Linked DNA regions of Mus musculus: region 2 is linked to region 1. The links are chromatin contacts, called in public HiChIP or PLAC-seq maps. All regions are on one chromosome and are shown on one strand. Each heading gives the region's core, a stretch centred on a gene start, on an enhancer-like site or on the middle of the called end of the contact. The rest is flanking DNA. Distances are from core to core; before and after follow the strand shown. Region 1 overlaps Nrxn1 (neurexin I). Region 2 has its middle 360 kb from the start of Nrxn1.

Region 1 (6,354 bases), core at 2,777-5,276:
AGCAGAGAGAGAGAGAGAGAGAGAAGATTTTACCCCAATATTACTGCACCAAAATGTAGTAGACTACAGAATAAAAAGCCTCTCATCATATTCAGGACTGCTCCTCATGAACAGGACATTCTAAGAGAACGAACAGAATATGACAGTGCTCAAGAGTGAAGAGTGATAGAACTAGTAATGATTATTTCTATTGCTAACGATCATGTCATCTTATTTGAAGATGTGTGGTTATTGTCATGTGACAAAATCATTACTTCTCCCAAGGAAATAAGTGTGTGTGTGTGTGTGTGTGTGTGTGTGTGTGTGTGTGTGTGTGTGCATATGCAAGCATTTGGACATGCACTTTATGATGAAAAGCTGTGGTGATTTAAATGAGAGTGACTCCCATAGACTCAAATGTTTGAATGTTTGGTCCCCAGCTTGTGAATTGTATGTGAAGGAAGAGGAGGTGTTTCCTTATTGTAGCAAGTGTGTCACTGGTTTAAGGTTTCAAAGCCCATGATAGACACACTTTCTCTCTCCCTCTTCCTCCTCTCTCCATCTCCCTCTCCCTCTCTCCATCCCTCTCTCCCCTCTCTCCCCCTCTCTCCTTCTTTCTCTCCCTCTCCCCCTCTCCCCCTCTCTCCCTCTCCTCCTCTCTCCCTCTCTCCCTCCCCATCTTCTCCTCTTCATTCTCCCACTCCCCTCTTCCCCCCTCTCTTTCTCTCTCTCTCTGCTTCATCAGCACCATTCCTGCTTCCATGCTTCCCACTTTGATGATCATGACTGATGGTCATTCTGAACCTATAAGCAAACCACCTCTTAAATGTTTAATTCTGTATATTGCTTCCGTCACAGTGTCTCTTCACAGCAATTGAATGGTATCTAAGACAAAGGATCAAAATTTTATGACCACAAGGCTAAAGTTAATGACAAGGAAGAATAAAAATGTATCTGGCCATTCTTGGACCACAGGATCTTTATGACCAGGGATGTCTAGCATTTGAAGATAAGGCAAACTTTTTAATGGAAAAGAATGTGATGTTTCCAGGTGAAGGCTTTCTGGCTTTTTTTGCCCAGTGAGACACAGGAAAGTCCTGGCTGAGAGCCAGGAGGAAAGGTCATGGGTCAGCAAAAGGATGGGTAGTGGTGTGAACATACAGAGACAGTTTTCACCAACCTGAGTCAAAGTTTTAAAATACGGGTAGATTTGTTAAAATGAGAAATTCTGATAAAAATTAGCTCATCTGTGTGAGACAAACATTCTTTAGACTGTCCTCGTGTGAGACATGGAAGTCTCACAATTAAGATAGGAACTGACAATTTTCAAGCAAATTCTGAGATAAAACCGATGTTTTAAAAATGTCTTGTGTTCAACCTGACTTTCAGTAGAAAATAAATTCCAGTTCCTCTATAAAAACAACTTGGCATTTTTCAGTAATACTTTTTAATGAGGATTGCTGTGAGCTATAATATAATGAAGTTTGTTTAAAAGTAGAGCAGACTGGTAATACTTGCCATAACAATGAGGCATATGGTAAAACAGTTGTGATTTACTGGCATAAGCTTTCAGTTTTTGGAAACCTAGAGGCTTTCTGCATAGTGGACTCTGCCTTGATATTCTGTTTTGAAAAGGAAACAAAGCAAAACAATATGCTCAGATTACACGTTTTGTATGTATTTACAACATTTTCCCTTTAGTTTTATGGCTATAAATATGGGTTGTGATCATATTGAAAAGTAGAGGACAGTTGAGACGATTTCTCTGATGATTCATATTCTATAAAACTTAAATATACTAGACATATAGGAAACTTAACATATAGAAAATTGTGGCATTTTAAAACACAAGGAATTGATTCAGTGTTATCATTGATAAGTACGGGATCTTGAATTCTGGCTCTCACACACGTACTTTGAGATTGTTAAAGTCAGTTAGAGCATTTACACATGAGTGCCAGGAACAGGAATGTGCTACACTACCAAAGTCAATCACACATGAAGTCAGAGTCTCATAAAACGGGAATCTCCATGCAGACCTCAGTGACAAGCCAGTAGACAGCATTTCCAGTACCAAAACAAAGGAGCAGGTTGCTTTTGTTTTTATCACCGTAGAGATTCCAAAGGAATAGTGAATGCATCACCTACCCACTTTCTTTTTATAGTATATTAATTTAATATTTTTATAAAAGCCATATATTTTCCTGTATGTTCTATTGTTTTTACTGCTGCTCTATTTAACTAGTATGCATATTCCTGCAGGAATTCCCTAACTTGTCATCATGAATGTATTATAACAGAAATGGAAACAAGCTAGCTGCTAAATGGCTTTCCTCTGGTTTCATTAATTTGTGTTTGTGTCTTGTCACTCACACTTTGCACACAGTTAGAAATGTATATCTGTGAAAATTCTCCCACTTAGGGATTACCTTGTCAGGCAGCATGATATAATCATTTTATTTTATCCCCCCACCATCAGTTTTATGAAAACTCCCCAAAACATACATTTCCAATTTTACCTTTTCTATCATTTATTTTCTTTCTTTACAGATAATCTCCTTTTGTAGCAGATTCAGGAGAGAGGTAAAAACAGATCACTAGAAGGGCTATAAAGTTGATAATAATCATACTACCCAGTGATGGCCACCTGTGAGGGGTGACAGAGCCCTCAGAGTTTCACTGCTAGCTACATGATAAACATGGAGACAGGTGTGGGAGTGGTTATTGGTAGACTCTCTGAGAGTATCATCTTTTTTCCCTCTTTTGTGCTGGTCACAAGGACAAACACTATATAAAGAGCATCACTTTTGTTTTTCCTGGTGAATAATATTTGTGATTTCCACAACACCTGTCCCTGTCCTACACATAGATTAAAGCCTTTGGGGCATACCATTTCAGCCCTTTCAACTTAATCAGTTCATATTTACTCTGAAATCTTAGTCATCTTGAAAACCTTAATAAAACCTCCATCCTTTACTTCGGCCCCAAAGGCTGAAAGAAAAAAAACAATGTATATATTTGATAAAAGTTCAAATACTAAACCTATAACGTTTTAAGCAAGTGAGTAAAATAAAAAATGAATTTTACATAATATAGTTGTGTGAGCATGAATATTTTCATCAGGTTAAGTGTAATAAATAGACCATATGAGTTACAACACACTTTGAATACTGTTTGCATGAAAGCTAGGCTATACTTTGGAATCAAATATATGTGGCTATCAAATATTAATGTCTAACATGGGGCAGATTTAAAAATCAGAAGGCATTTGTTTCCCATGATAAGCAAGTTTCAGAGAGTGACAAATCACTGCTAGTACTTCCTGCTTGTCCAGATAGTCCAAGAGTATTCAGTTCAGTTTCTCAGAGCTTCTAGATTCTGGAAAAAAGTCAAAGGATGGTTGGTGGGGAAACAGCTATTATTGTTCCCTTTCTTTCATAGTGCCATGTGCATTAGGCCTTCAGTTGAATACAAATAGGTAGAAATCTGCTCTGAAATGTAAATTAATATGAGCACTGTGAAGTGGCTTCAGACTACAACGTGTAGGCTTCTCTTCATAACAGGAGGGAGTCCTGATTAGCAACACAACAAAGCCTACCTTAGGATTCATCTCTGCAAATCTGCAGGTTTGCTGCCCTCCAGTAAGATTTTATGAGCATCCGCTTGGCCATTGGCAGAAATACAACAGCAGTTGTCCAGATATCATTTTTCTCAATGAGCACATGTTTATATGTTAAATAATCACAGAACCAAATCAATTGCAATTTCATTCCTGTTGGCTAAGGTTAGTGCCCTGTGCTGTGTACTTATATCTGTAGAAGGCTAAACATTGCTAACCTTGAAAAGTCCTAAAGAAGTTGACTGTTTAAGTCTGAGTCAGACTTATAAGAACCTATATATGATGTAGGACCTGAACAAAGGCTGGGCTTAGGGTAGCTGTTTTAGAGTAAGCAGACTGGGTTTGACTTCATTCAGTTCAGTACCAAGCCCTTACCTCTTGCTGGGCATCATGCTGGCCTCCATCATGGGAAAGCCTCAGAATGAGTCAGCGCATTCTGTCCTAAGCATCCTGGAGAAGAGATGCTTTCAGAGTGCTCTGCTCTAATGAGTGGTCTTTCAGTTCATCTTTACTTTAGTAAGTGACTCATTTAATTACATGGTGGTAATTTCTTCCTGGCCAAGGGCAAGTAGACTGTAAATAGGTTGCAAAGAAATGCTTCCATTCTTGAATACTGGAATCACCATTGTGGCTGTGAATCATGTGCCTCCTTACATAGTCCACAGATCTGAGAAACTGAACAAATATTGCCCCAGCCTGGAGAGATAAAATGCAGGGTTGAGTCTGGAGTTACTTGTCTGAGATGTATCTGCCTCTTCGTGCTTGCTAGAAAGCTTGTATTATCTCACATGCAAGGCTATTCTAACCTCCAAAGGCAAGTGGTTCAGCCACCAGTGTGTGGCAGGTGATTTCACTGTATCTATATCAGCTTACCTCTGGACAGAGCTGGAATCCAGTTCTAGAGAATCCCTTTCTTTTTTTAAGTAGTGCATAATCACAGTCTACTGACATAATGTGGACTTACTATAAATATATATGAATGCAACCCAAAACCAAGGGCAGTTGAAGAGTAGTCATGCTTCAAAATAAGCTTTGCCAATGGCCAAAAGGTATGGTAATATGTTCAACACTGATAATAGCCAGGAAAATACACATGGATCACCTCACTCCAGTTACATTGTCTGATATGAAGAGCAACTGGTAACAAATGATGGTCAGAATGTGGAGAAATAAGAGTCCTTACACACTATTGCTACCAACAGTCTAGTATAATGTAAGTTATAACAGTTATTTGGTAAATTCTTTTCACTTTTTTCCTTGAAACACCAAAATTTGGAATGACCTGAACTTAACATCAGTAGATGAATGAATGATGAAATGGGAAACATGTAAGTTGTGAAATAGTCACAAAGCTAACCATAAAAAGGAAAAATTAGTCTGCTTACAACAATGGGGATAAACCCAGGAAACATTATGCTAAGCAAAATAAAGCAGGACCAGAAAGATTAATGCTGCATAATTCCATTAATGAATAGAATCTGATATTGTTGGCCTCATAGAACATGAACACAGTGAAGACTAACAGGGGATGGAGCTGTCATAGGTTATGGTATGAGACTGGGTAGGTACCGATTAAGGATGCAGGGCTTCAGTTGAATGGAAGTTGTTTTAAGAGATATAATGATAGTCACAACACTATCATATTCGTGAAAATTCTGGATGTGCATGTTAAATGTTACCAAGTTGACCTAAAGATATATATATATATATATATATATATATATATATATCAGCTATTGTCATATTATATAATATACACCTTCCAAAACATCCTGGGAAATTATTTTTAGATGCACTTCAAAGTTATTCCCAGATTGTAAATCTTATAATTCTGCAATTAGTTCTTTCAAATTATAATTGAGAGTTATTTCTTTACTACCAGTTATTAATATGAAGGAAACTACTTGTAAGCACTTCATAAATCAGTCTTGTTTCTAATTTCACATTCCTTAATGACAAGCATGTTCTCTGCTCTATTCTTGAGACCAGTGTCTCAATGACTGTTTTATTTATTCTGAACTTCCTTTTTCCAAATTGTTCCAAGGCTAGGCAATTGCCAAAGGTTAGGAATTTGTTTCTGGGAATCATCCAAGAGAGTGCTGGAATCAGGAAGAGATGTGATGTGCCAAGAGAGAACAAGTTGTGAGTCTTTTTCTCCATGAAACAAAGAACAGGATTCATTTCCTTCTGGTCTGCCAAATGAAGAAAACCTCAGAAGCCTGCCAGTCTAGAAGAGTTTGTAAGGGATGGGCAGGCCATATCTCAGGATGAACAACTTCTAAGGCCATTGTTGCATCTTCAGATAAGCATAGTAGTTTCCTCAGATAAAGTACATGCATTTTATATTTTAAAACACAGATATGTGTGTGTGTGTTTTAATGCAGATGCTTGCAATCACAAAAATAGGTTTTTTTTAAAGCAGATTTGTGGTAGTTTAAATAAAATAAATGGTAAATTAAAATATCTAAGAATGGCTTGAGAATGTGAAAGATATTTTTTCAATACTGATTCTCAGAAAGCATGAGGCACCTAGATGGATGTCAGATGTTAGTTGTTTTTTTTCTCTTTGAGACTGAGCCATAATGTTTTTCTTTATTGCACTTTCTATATTAGACAGATTTCATGAGTTCAACTTCTGTGAAACAGAAACCAGACATTTGGTGACTATAGTTATCTGAAAAAATATATTGCTCAGAGAATTGAAAAGCTCTATATCTGAATTGAGGCTCTCCTGACTCAAACAGCTAATTATTGTT
Region 2 (6,354 bases), core at 1,019-3,518, 640 kb before region 1:
AATGAAGGAAGTCAGTAGACTTTTTATCTTCAGGATACAAATTACATGTCCATGTGTGCACACAGCTTTTTGTATGAGTCTCAAGCACTGCCAACTTTAAATGACCTGGTTTACCATATTGTGCTAGTCTACAGTCTTCATCCAAGCAAAATTCTGAGCTTTTGTACAAATTTTACATCATGTTTGATGATGGGTTAAAATTGTTTTCACTTGAAGAAAAAAAAAAAAAAGAAGGAAATGGTGATTCAACAAGGTGGATGTATGTAAGTACACTGTAGCTGTCTTCAGACACAACAGAAGAGGGCGTCACATTCCAATACTATGGTTGTAAGATACCATGTAGTTCCTGGAAATTGAACTCAGGCCCTCTGAGCAGTCAGTGAGTGCTCTTAACCACTGTGCAATCTTTCCTGCCCAGTTTGTGTTTTCTTTATTGCTTCTATGTCTACTTTCAGGTCTTGCACAATTTTATTTATCCCCATCACCTGTTTAATTGTATTTTACAGTATGTTCCTAAGAGTTTTATTCATTTCCTTTTTAAAGGCCTCTGATCATTTTTATAAGATTTTATTTAAGGTCATTTTCTTGTGTTTCATTTGTCTTAAGATAACCAGGGATAGCTGTAGTGAAATAGCTGTTTTGGAGGAGTCATATTGTCTTGGCTCTTGTGACTGTATTCTTTCAAGGACCTTTAGCTGTTTGGTTGGTTTTGGTCCCTAGATCTTCTTGTTGTAAGGGGTATTGGAAGGGGCATTGACCTCAATCATCCTGCTGTGCTGGCCTCTGGTGAGTTTTCTTAGGCTTTGTGGTTGAGGACCTACAATTCTGTATGGTTCAGGAGCCTCAGGTCTGGAGAATGAGGGTGGGGAAGTGGGAGGAGAGTGGAGATCCCCTGAGATCCACTGAGGTTGCAAGCTGCTCAGGGTAGCTTGACTTGGCCTAGAGAAATAGGATATTTTTTTTAAAAAGAAAATGGCAGAGCCAAGATCCAAACATCTTTAAGATTGAACCAAAGATTTCCTAAGATTTCATGTCCCAGAAATCCATTTAAACAGTGGATAGTGGGTTTGGTAAGGCAGAGAAATAAGCATACCTGAGAAGTGAAACAAGTTTCACAATGGATAGAGCCTAAGGAAACAAAAACTAATAATAGTTAAAATAGATAGCTGAATTGAGGATTACAGTTCAAACTCAGGAATTAGCCTCTCTTTTACAGTATGATAGAGCTAGTTTGTGCTGTTCTCCACTATAGTTGTATACACATTGAATCAACTCTGCATTCAAGGTTGTCATATTGCTAGCTAAAAATAATTCTGTAAGGTAGAATTTAGATTCGATGAAATGATAGATTCAGAGGGAAGTCAAAGCCAGTAATATAACAGCATTAAGATAATACAAAAATGAGAGGGCTGAAAGCTGGAGAGGTTTCCACCACTGTCTGTTTGTCAGATTAGGTCAACAAAATTTCCAAATGGTAGTGAACCTCAACTTATAGTTATTGTGAAACAAGGCAAGGTCATTAACTATGAGTAGGGCAAATGTCTTCAGGATATTATAGGATTTCAGTGCAAACACTGGTACTCCATCCTTGGACAGAAATAAAGTAGGTTAAATCAGTTTTGAGCTTTCCAATAGAAATAAAGCATAGTTATAAAGAATGCTACAACAAATAAACATAGAGAGTTAGTAAGTATATATGCAGACCTCAAACACTAGAACTTCTTAAATTATGTCAAACAAATAGTAGCAAATAAAGAAAGACAAAGTGAGAGGGGTGGCCTAAAACAGTGAGAAGAGAGGTACTGTGAAGAAGAACTTAAAAAGGAGTTCAGTTTAGACAAATGTGTGCTGAAGTGAAAAAAAAAATCTAGGATGTCTCCATGGCAGCTAAATCCTGGCCAAATTCTCCATTTAACTTTGAAGCAAAGCCTTTCACAAGCTGTCCAGAGCTTGGCACATTTAGGGCTGGGAAAAGGGACAACCATTATTAAAATTTTGGCCAGGAGGATATGCAGGTGGAGAGAAGAGAGACAAATGAGCAGCTGAGTAGCACTAAAGAAGCATTTGTAATGAGGTGGTAGCTATGACTTGAGAAAGGCTGCCTTACATTTCCCCAGATGGTAGCTTCTAGATGAAAAGTGATGTCTTTTACATCTCTTCCCTTCAGATATTTTTTACTTGAAGTTCTGTCACTATGCTTATCTGGGCTCCAGAATTCAATCAACAGGGATTTTCAGAGAAATGTGGCCTCATATTTGACTTGACAGAATAAGAAAAGACAAAGAGAATATTTAGCTGGCGGAGCCAGCAAAGGTCCTAGTTAGTGCTCTGGGAGAATCTCCATTAGCAACATGCTATATCTCTGACATTTTCCCCTAAATTCTGTATATTCTTTAGACCCATGCTATATATAAACACCATTTCCACAACTTTATGAGAAGCAAGACATGTGGTTTTTTTTTTTTTACCTCTTAAAATATTCCAGACATTTCAGAGACTACATCCCTCACTATGCATTGAAAGTCCTTTGTTTAAAGTGTTCTGAAAGGATTTCACAGTGTGTGTTCTTTTTCTTGTTTTATTCCTCCTCCTCCTCCTCCCCCCTCCTCCCCCTCCTCCTCCTCTTTTGATTCTGTTGTAAAGGGTACACATTTGTGACCAACATTGTGAATTTTAAATGATATAATTTCACAATCAAGGAGAATTTTTGACTTCCAGATGTGACGCTTTACTTGTAAACCCACCACTTCAGAAGTCGATGCAAAAGGTAGAGTTCAGGGTTTTTCTTAACTGCATAGCACACTTAGGGCCAGTCTCAGCTACAGACATAGCAAAATGGTAAGGATGAATGAGTGTCCTACTCTTAAGTTATTGCGACCAGAATTCATGAGGTTTATGTATTCTAAAATGTTATATGTGCATCAAAGGCTTGACTATAAGTGCAATTGAACAAAATGTCATTCTAAATTGTGTGTGTTTGTGTGTGTGTGTGTGAGAGAGAGAGAGAGAGAGAGAGAGAGAGAGAGAGAGAGAGCAGGGGAGGGAGGAGAAAAAGAAGTGGGGAAGGGAAAAGGAAGGGAAGATAGACTGAGGGAGAGAGATCTTTGTTCATGTTGATGGAAACACCAAGGCAAATTATGAAAAATTAAGTTATATATTGAAATTAAGTTATATATATAGCTTAATATATTAAAAGCATTAATATATATATTAAAAGCATATATATATAAAACTATATATATATATATAACTTAATATATATATCTTAAAAGCATTCACCAGTTGACCTTACCAAGATACCAAATTGCCAAAGGCATTTTATGAGTGAGGTCTATGAGATATTTCAAAATATTGAAAGGGTACTGCTAATATGAAACTAATAAGCAATTCAATCTTAATACATTTTAATATTTCTTGTAAAGTTGGTGTAGAACTCTAAACAAAAAAACAATAAAAAATAATGAGATAATGGTTCTTGAAGTCATTTCTGTTCACAAAGTCACTGTGTAACCAAGGATGACATCAAGCTCCTGATCCGACTAATTCCACCCACAATAGGCAATATTACAGGTAGTCACCACCACAACTATTTATGTTGTAGTAAGTATTGAACCAAGGGTTTCATGCATGCTGTGCAGCTGAGCAGTATTCTCAGTCCATGTTCTACATTGCCGAGTCTTTTTATGTTCTACTATATTTCTCAGATTTTACTAGAGGGATACTGTAGAAGTCTGCCAGTCTTTATTAATTAGTTCCATAAAGTGATATAAACAAGTGTGGTCTGCAAATATGAAATGTCTAATAACAATATATAATTTATAAGGCTTTCATTTATTTAGGAAGATTGCTTTTAAATAGCCATGAAGCTGATACCTTCCTTAAATGTTGACTCACTGTGTTTAATACACTAACACCATTTGGCAGGTTAATTTGATGTGTCAACTTGACTGGGTTAAGGGATGCCATGATAGTTAGTGACTCAGTTTCTAAATAAGTCCATAAGAATGTTTCCAGAAGCAAATAGCACATGAACTCATAGCTTGAGCAGGGCCTGGCACAGGCCTGTAATCCCTGCTGCTCAGGAGTGAAAGCAGAAATATGACACACTCAAGGCATATTCTTCGACAGAATGAGTTCAAGGCTAACCTGAGCATCTCTTTCAAACTTTAGAAACTAAAAAACGGGAGGTGAATATAGATTATTGGTAGGGCTCTTGCCTAGAATGGGCTGAATCCAATATTCTTTCCAATAAATAATAATAATGATAATAATAATAATACAATTTTAGCCAAAGAAAATGAACTCTTTCATATATTCGGGTAACTGCTACAAAATGCTTTGTGAGACAGTTAGAAAAGGCACAGGACAAGTTAATGTGTTCTGTGCTTAGTTTTCTTAATGAATGCACCTGCTTTTTCATGAGCACTTATAGCATGAAATATTAAAAAACAATCCATGCCACACTGGCAAGGCACCGACAGACAGGCCAGCTTGGCCTGTTCTCCTCTCAGCAGACTCTCTGACCTGGAGCTCTAAAATCTCTCCACCTGGCTGCTAAGTTCCCATGCAGGTTGTTGCCATGCCAGCACCGTGCTTCCAAATTCCCAGGGTCTTTTAGGATGCACTTCTTGCAAACCTACTCTTTGCCGCCACATATTTCTCTCCGGAAACCAGTTGAGTTGTCACATGAAAGAAAACACCACACAAAGTTAGTTCAGAATTACCAGGTAACACAAATACTGGGTGCACCAACTAGCATCCTAATTTGTAAGCCATTGCAATTTAAATCCTCTGGTAGTGGATCCCAGTGGATCCACCACCTGAAACACCATCCTCCACTAGCTACATTTTTGCCTTCTAATCTACTCTCCACCAACTCTCTTCTTCTACTTCCCCTCTTCCTCTCTCTAGCACAGAAGTCCCGCCTACTCCTTGCCCAGAGATTGGTCCCCTGGAATCTTTACGCATTAGAGGAAATTTCTCCTGAATTCAGCAGAGTACATAATTCACTCCCTGGCAAACCCTCTTGAGAAAGCAGAATTAGCATCAAAACACAAATAGCACCAGGGCTATCCACAACAAGCCTTTGTTCCTCTTACCTCCATCAAGGTCTGCATCACCATGGCTCACAAATAACAGACCCAGTTGGCCATCAACTAAAATCTCTAAAACCATGTGTTAAAATAAACCTTATCTCTTACTTATCTCAAATGTTTTGACACAACAATGAACAAACAATGCACTTAGTACTTTGAACATATTTCTTGCATTACTACTAATGTAGAAACATATTTGTGCACTCTTATAAAGCAGAAAGTTGTAGGGGTAAATTGTTAAGTATCCTTAAAATTGGCCAATTCATCTTCCCACAGCAGTAGAAGTAGAATTGCGAACATGTCAGGGCCTAATAAAAGAAAGTATATTATTACTATGTTTCAAAATGTTGTTATCTATCCCCTGCCTTTTCTGATGATTTCTGAGCCTTTACCTTCATCAAATCTATAGTCTGACCTCTAAAGCTATAATTACTAACCTCTTCCACTCTACCTTTCTTATGTTTTGGCCTGTATTCTTTTAGCCAGAATATGATCATCTGATCTTGATTTATGATTTCCCTTTTTATTTTACAATGTAGATTCATAACACTTGTCCCTTAAATCCTCAAATCCTTACTTTATAGGAACTTTCCAGAGAGTTTCTGCTGGATGTCTGACTACCTAATATGGATAAAGGGATATTAACATGAGTGCACAGGTGAACTGGGAAATGCCCTTATTGAATTTTGATCTGATCTACTGAATTCCTGTATACATTGAGGGGAGCATCCAGCAGGCCTCATTTAAATTAGCTTGTTATAGTTATTACTAGAGCTTATTTTTATTGTGCTCACTTAGGGTTGATTAGATAGGGTATAATTTCTAGTAATGAAATATGCAGGTCACAAACTACATTCTCACCAGTAAGAAGAAGTTATTGCACTGTTTCAGAAATATGCTTCAAGGGTAATTCAGTAACTTGTTTACAGTGTGATAACTAACTGCTCTGTAGATTCACTTCTAACTATGCTGGATAAGCACAAATATGATTATCATGTAGCAGTAAATACACAATATTCAGTATTTGAATACAAAGTAAGTAACTTTTGAATACACAATGTTTGTATATCAATGAACATTATTTTATTTGTAACCACTTATAGACTAACAAACTTCCAGGCTTAGATTATAGTAAAATTTAGAGTCAACCAGTCTTTTGTTCAGTAAATGTCCTACCAACTACTTAGCTATTTTTCTAGGGGAGAAAAAAATCTATTTTAAATCTAAGGATTAAATAGAACTCTATATAGAAAGGATT

What was found. HiChIP or PLAC-seq counts read pairs in DNA pulled down with a chosen protein or histone mark.
Region 2: an H3K27ac HiChIP or PLAC-seq map of neural progenitor cells shows a contact between it and region 1, with 11 times the contacts expected there. The contact joins two enhancer-like sites. A contact is called at or near these places in 2 of 484 Hi-C or Micro-C datasets (cerebellum and cerebral cortex) and 2 of 115 datasets of contacts at active chromatin or transcription factors (astrocytes and neural progenitor cells).

What each region holds. Positions count from the first base shown.
Region 1 is chr17:90,813,268-90,819,621 of GRCm38.p6, reverse strand. All of the region lies in intron 5 of Nrxn1 (neurexin I), which reads left to right. Among named protein-coding and RNA genes, the nearest start is that of 4930480K15Rik, 45 kb to the left of the region's middle. Within about 2 kb of position 4,026, at least 21 of the 459 cell types and tissues checked have an H3K27ac peak or open chromatin away from gene starts, as enhancers often do. A contact at or near this core is called in neural progenitor cells, where this site is marked.
Region 2 is chr17:91,447,540-91,453,893 of GRCm38.p6, reverse strand. No RefSeq gene overlaps it. Among named protein-coding and RNA genes, the nearest start is that of Nrxn1, 360 kb to the right of the region's middle. Within about 2 kb of position 2,268, at least 23 of the 459 cell types and tissues checked have an H3K27ac peak or open chromatin away from gene starts, as enhancers often do. A contact at or near this core is called in neural progenitor cells, where this site is marked.